2 separate regions of the Gossypium hirsutum genome follow, and region 1 is linked to region 2. A link is a contact called in public Hi-C data. All regions are on one chromosome and are shown on one strand. Each heading gives the region's core, a stretch centred on a gene start, on an enhancer-like site or on the middle of the called end of the contact. The rest is flanking DNA. Distances are from core to core; before and after follow the strand shown. Region 1 holds the start of LOC107914744 (protein RALF-like 24). Region 2 holds the start of LOC107914748 (selenium-binding protein 1).

What was found. A called contact is a pair of places that touch in the nucleus more often than the background predicts.
Region 1: a Hi-C map of leaf shows a contact between it and region 2, with 2.1 times the contacts expected there. The contact joins the promoter of LOC107914744 here to the promoter of LOC107914748 in region 2. A contact is called at or near these places in 2 of 34 Hi-C or Micro-C datasets (callus and leaf).

The regions. Positions count from the first base shown.
Region 1 is chrD10:26,655,956-26,659,151 of Gossypium_hirsutum_v2.1, reverse strand. It overlaps LOC107914744 (protein RALF-like 24), which reads right to left and starts at 1,883. Exons shown (of 1, transcript XM_016843760.2): 1 at 1,134-1,883. The coding sequence starts at 1,672. The coding sequence ends at 1,289.
Region 2 is chrD10:26,477,554-26,480,771 of Gossypium_hirsutum_v2.1, reverse strand. LOC107914748 (selenium-binding protein 1) reads left to right here and starts at 1,492. Exons shown (of 7, transcript XM_016843764.2): 1 at 1,492-1,765; 2 at 2,517-2,712; 3 at 2,831-3,058; 4 at 3,134-3,218. The coding sequence starts at 1,654.

The DNA.
Region 1 (3,196 bases), core at 634-3,133, 180 kb before region 2:
TAGATAACAATAATCCAAAGAAAACAAACATTATGTTAAATTCTCACAAGGATATTTCGAGCAAACAGACTGTCCGATACTTACACTCGAATTTGAGTAACTAGGTAGACCATGGTTATCAGTTACAACATGTTATAAACTAGAAATCCCTTATAATTCTTTCCTTTCCCAATCTTCTTGTAGTACATATAGAGAAGATCTAACTTATATGGTACGCAAACCATCATTGATTATGTGTATATGTTGGAGAAGAATCAGTTCAATGACTTTAAATTCCACAGAAGTAAAGACTGTGCAAAGGGCATCAAGTTCATTTAAGTGAATGAAAAAGAAAAGAAACCACAAACAAGCAACAATCATCACACTTACCACAGTGTGATGATCAAAGCTAAAAGAAGTTTTTCAAACTCATAATGTTAAAATCAAATGAAATGAAATTCCTCTATCAGTACTGCTAGGAAAAACCAGAATGATCCTTTAACGGCAAGGAATGATTTTGGTTTCTATTTCAATGAATGAAGGCATCCATACTATTGCTTCGACATTTTCATTCTATTTGAAGTACCAATGTTTGATATCCTTTCCTAATGCATATTGAGATATAGGTATAAAATATGACCCTCTAAATGCACAAAAATCTCATAAAAGCATCCAATACTTGCCACCTGAGTCCAAGTATTATACCATTATAGGAGAAACCAGATACAGGCCTACAGTAGCATAGCTAAACACTAAAGAATTAATGGATTTATCTTGTGATGGGGTATCAAGGGCTGTTTTTTTTCAAAAGAGGGGTTTGATTTAAGGATGATATCTCTTCAGTCCATGGAATAGGTTAGGTTGGAGAGAAGCCTATATTTAATTGAAATTTGATTCATCATCAGAAAAGGACAGGGCAGGTCAGGTCAGATTTGATAGTAATTCGTAAATTAACACTTCTCTTCTCCACTGCATAGCTACACTTCTTCAACAGAAAGAAGTAAGTACTTGAGAACTTTCTCAAGATATTTAGGCACTTACTGGAAAGATATTCAGAAACCAAGAAAACAAAAAATGAAGGTTCATAATTTCCCTATCAAACACCAAGTCAATTTTCATAAATACTCTTAACAGGGAAGTCTCAGATCCCAAAATTCAAGTTAAACATGCAATTATATTAAGCAGATTAAAATTAACAACCTTTAATATACAACAATATAAGAAAAACCCAGAAAGATACCACTTTGCACAAAGCAGCTATATATGGTAGGTTAAAAACATAAAATTTTGGGGGGGATTTTTATTTTTTTCAGGTTTTGATACCTTTGATACCTCTAGCACATCTTGTAATAACTTCACACCCTCGGTTGTAATGATTCGCTTGATGACCGCCATTGCAATCATAGTAAGAAGCACCAGGGGTAGCACATGGGACCATGTCCCTCCTCAGTGTCTCATAGCTAATGTACTTCCTTTGCATCACCAGCACCCTCCTGTTGCTCTCTGACTCCATTTCTTCCTCTTCTAAACAATCTTCAAGCTTTTTGGTGCAAACCCTTCTTGCCCTTGCATCGATTTCACTGCTTGCCAGTGCACCATCGAGGTCTAAAATCGAGACAGAATTACAGGTATGGAGGAAGAGAAGGGATAGGAAGATGCTAATGAAGATGAATTTGAAGTTGAAAGTGGGCATTTTGGTTTTGGGTTGGATTCTTTTGAAGGGTTTTTCAAGTTTGATTCAGGGATTTGTTGGTATGATAGTTTGATCTTTCATGTAGAATGAAAGAATGGAGGTTTTGATGGACGAGGACAAGACATGGAAATACAGCATCAAAGCTTACATACATATATACTTATGTTGCAAACAAAATTATACCACTTCGCTTGGAAATACAGTAAATAGTGGAGTGGGGACTCTTTCTCTCTCTATATATATATAAGGAAAAGAAAAATACAAGTTGAAATTAACTGCAACACTAGAATAATTTAGAAACAAATAAAAAAATGTATCAATTTGATCATCATCAAATTAACGCGACAATGAACATTAATTAACTAAAAAAAATTGACAAAAATTCAAGAAACCCACCACATCATTGATACACAAAAGATTTAAGTCTCAAATGATCCATCCTCCTCCTCGTCATCTTGAATCTATTTTCATCATTATGACCTATCATAATAAAGTTTCTAATAGAATTAGTGGTACCTTTATATTAACAAATTTTACATATATGTCAAAACGTGATTAAATTTTAAAAATTAAAAATAAAATCACGTCTACTCTCAAAGAAAATAGAGTGAATAAAATAAAAAGCATAAAAAAAATGTGAAGAAAATGAAATCACAAAATTGTGGAAAATTTTTTTGGTAATGCGTACTAAAATTAAAAAAAAAACTATGAAAGCTAATATGAAGAAATTGTGACCAACAATTAGAGGTGATCATGGGCCGGGCCTAAAAAGATTTTGGCCCGCATCTTAGGCCCGGGCCAGACCCAAAATATGATCTTGAAATTTTGTCTAGGCCCGGCCCGGGAAAAAATTTCTAAGCTCGAGCCCAGCCCGGCCCATTATTTTAATAAACACTAAAAATTTATTTTAAAAATAAAAAATAAAAAAATATTTTAAAAATATTTTAAAATAAAAAAATAAAAAATATATTTATTATATATTCGGGCTGGGCCCGGGCCAAAAAAGTAGTGCCGGAGGTCGGGCCTCGTTTTTTTGCCCAAACCCATATTTCGGACCTATATTTTTACCCGAACCCTCCCATATTTCGAGCGGGTTGCTAGGCCGGGCCGGACCGCCCAACCCATGATCACCTCTACTAACACCAACTCAATTACTCTTAGAAATATAATATATAAAATATATTTTTAACTCTTACAAAGAAGTATGAAATAAATAGGATCAAAATTCACCTTTTATTTTTTATATTTACTTTTAATTGTGGTTTTAGATATATTTTAAATTAATATTAAATCATTAAATAAAATGTAATTATTTTTACTTAATATCATTAATGTCTAATTGTTCTTAACATTAATGTAAAGCTCCTTTATTTTAATTTTTAAAATTTTTGGGATAAAAGATTATTCAATTTTTTCTTTTTCTGGTTGGAAAAACAATTGAGTAAAAAAAAAAAAGTAATTTTGGTATGGTTTGTAGTAAGCTATGTGTTAAAACGTATACTAATAGAACATGGATTGAGAATG
Region 2 (3,218 bases), core at 243-2,742:
TAAAGACAAATATACAAGAATATGAGGCTTACTCTAGCTAAAGTATGAATTTTAACAAGTCTTTGATTTTCTTTATAATGCAAATGTGTCTCCTTTGGTTCATGTGCATATTGGCAACATTATGGGGATTTAAATTACCTCAAACCCAATGAGGTATTTGGGCTTACTCACGATGGTGGGGAGACATAATAAGGAAACTTTCCTATATTAGAGTGGTTGCACATCTATGCTTACTAAAAAACACACAAATAACATCCACAATGTAAGCACGACATTACCGCAAGTATGCCAGTGTCAATTTGTAGTATAGTCGTTACAATGGAACACTAAAGCAAGTACTCCACAAATCATTCCACAAGGATTGATAAGGGAATGCACTAGTCAATTAACTTACTCACGAGGAAATTCCTAGTCTATTCAAATTAAGGAATATTAATGCAAACCAATTAAAAAATATCAAAAGTAACTAACCTAACTTAACATAAAAGCAACCTAGTTATCTATCATCTTCCTTGTGTAGACTAAGCAAATAGTTAAAATGATGATCGATTAATTATCTAACTACCATGAAGCTAATATGTATACCCCACTATCTCAATTATTACTCCTATCCAAGAATCTCCTTTCAATCTCATCCTAACTTAAGAATCACTACCTAGGATGCATTTCTTAACGGTCAAGGACTGATGGCTTCGAAATAAATGCTTGAAATGAAATAGGGAAGGTTATTATTGCTGTCATTGCCCTGATTGAAAACATGCAAGATGTCTTTTGTGTTGAGGATGTTGCATGTCTTCGATCTTTGAAGTTAGCTTGTGAGTCGAGGTTTAGACACTTCATAATTGAGGGTGATGCTCCGGCCATCATCATTTGAATACGGTAAGGGTGAAGGCAAAAGGAGAAAGTCAGCCTTGGCCTTAAAAATAATAGATTTACTATTTAGCCCCTTAAATTTTTATAAACGTACATGTTAATATAATGGTAAAAATACATTTCCCTCTCCCTAATAATTTATACAGCAATTAAAAGAAATATAAATTAAAATATAAAAGCTACATTACAAATATAAATAAAATAAAAGATGATCATATAAAAAGGTGGAAGTTAAGACAGAAGTGATTGAAAGAAATGGATTATAGATAAGGACGTTTTCTAGGAAATCCAACATCTCAAATAATTTAAAATAAAGAAGGTTACGGCTGGAACAGTTCATCTCTTACATTATTTTATTTGAAAGGTAAGATTCAAATCAATTAGAAAATCAAAATCAGCGGAGTCACTTAATGCTATTTTATCCGTTAAAGATTCCACGGCAGGAACACGTCTGCCGTAATTTACAAAACAGTAGAATACGTGTCAAAGCCTCGACCGTGTGATGAGAGATTGAATCCCGACAAAGGATCATGCAAATTCGGGAATCTCGATACATTGAACTTAGACACGTTGCATGGAGACAAAACCGAGGTCCATATTCAGACAAATTTTTGTGAGAAAACCCGCTCGTTGTTACGGAAGTGATTTTAGGCATTACATTACCAGTAGTTTTTGTCACCATAAATAATTAACAGAGATTTTCCCAATTCTTTTATAGAGTGAATCTGGAATTGCAAGAAAGCAAGAAAGAAATAAAGAAATAAAGAGAGATTTTACGCCATGGTTGAAGGAAATGGGTGTTGCAAGCTTGCAGGACCAGGATATGGTACTCCATTGGAAGCCATGTCTGGTCCTAGAGAAGCTCTTATTTATGTTACTTGTGTTTATACTGGTACTTCTTCTTCCTTTTCTTCGTATTGGTTATATATGATTGTTTATAAATGGGTTGGTTGCAGTTTTTCTGGGTTGTTTGAGTTATTGCTTGATTTTATAATTGATTTAAAGAAATTTTTGCTTTCATATATGTAGTTGGGGGAGCTTTTCTTTTTCTTAAGTTTGTTTTTAATGCAGCTATCATAGTAAACACTTTGAAAACTGCTTTCATATATGTAGTTGGGATAGTTTATGCTTTTCTTTATTTATCTTTTACAAATTTTTTAATGCTTATTTTAAAGCTAAGTGGTAATGGATGCTTATGCAATTATAAGTATAGGATGTAAACCTGTGTGGTAGTTCAAATGGGTGTGTGAAGTATAAGTTTTGAGATTTTATTGTATAAGAAAAACAAAGTAAATTGATGGAAATTGGAATATAATTGACTGCTACCAAAATTCCTAGCTCTCATTTTCCTCGAGAAAATTCAATCACAAGGAGCTGATTATTTGTTATCGCTAAATATACTATCAACTTGCTTGTATGTGATTCGGATTTGGGTTAGTGTTGCAACATAAACCTCGTAGATGGCCATTTTTGGGAAAATGAAAGCCTGGATAACATAGACCTACTTTGTTTCTGTCATTCATCGCAAATGATTTTATCAGTTTCTGGTTTATGCAATTCACATTTGTGGTTTGAAATAGTTTTCTTAGTTTTGAAGTTGTAAAAAGAATTGAGTTTCAAATTATGGTTATGTATATGTGCAGGAACTGGAAGAGAGAAGCCTGATTTCCTTGCCACAGTCGATGTAGATCCGAACTCGCCTACATATTCTAAAGTTATACACAGGCTACCTGTGCCGTATATCGGTGACGAACTCCATCACTCTGGATGGAACGCTTGCAGCTCCTGCCATGGTGATCCGTTAGCTGATCGGCGTTTCCTGATCCTGCCTTCATTGGTGTAAGGGACTGTGTTTTTTTTACTTTTATGCTTTATTTTTTCCCATTCCCTTTTTCCTGTTACAAATAGCACTATTGTGAGTAAAGAACTGCTCTAATAATTGTATTACTGTTTTCAGATCCGGCCGTATCTATGTGGTTGACACAAAGACAAATCCCAAGGCTCCCTCATTGCATAAAGTGGTTCAGCCTGACGATATTGTTAAGAAGACAAGCCTAGCATATCCGCACACCTCCCACTGCCTTGCCTCCGGTGATGTAATGGTGTCATGTCTCGGAGACAAAGATGGAAATGCTAAAGGAAATGGATTTCTTCTCCTTGATTCCCAGTTTAACGTAAAGGGAAGGTAAAGAAATAACACTAAAAAGAAATCGTTTGTGATTGAACTGTTCTCTTAGCTGCTACTATGGTATTTCTTCAGGTGGGAGAAACCAGGGAATAGTCCTTCCTTCGGCTATGACTTTTGGTACCAACCTCGACATAAAACAATGATCAGCTCATCTTGG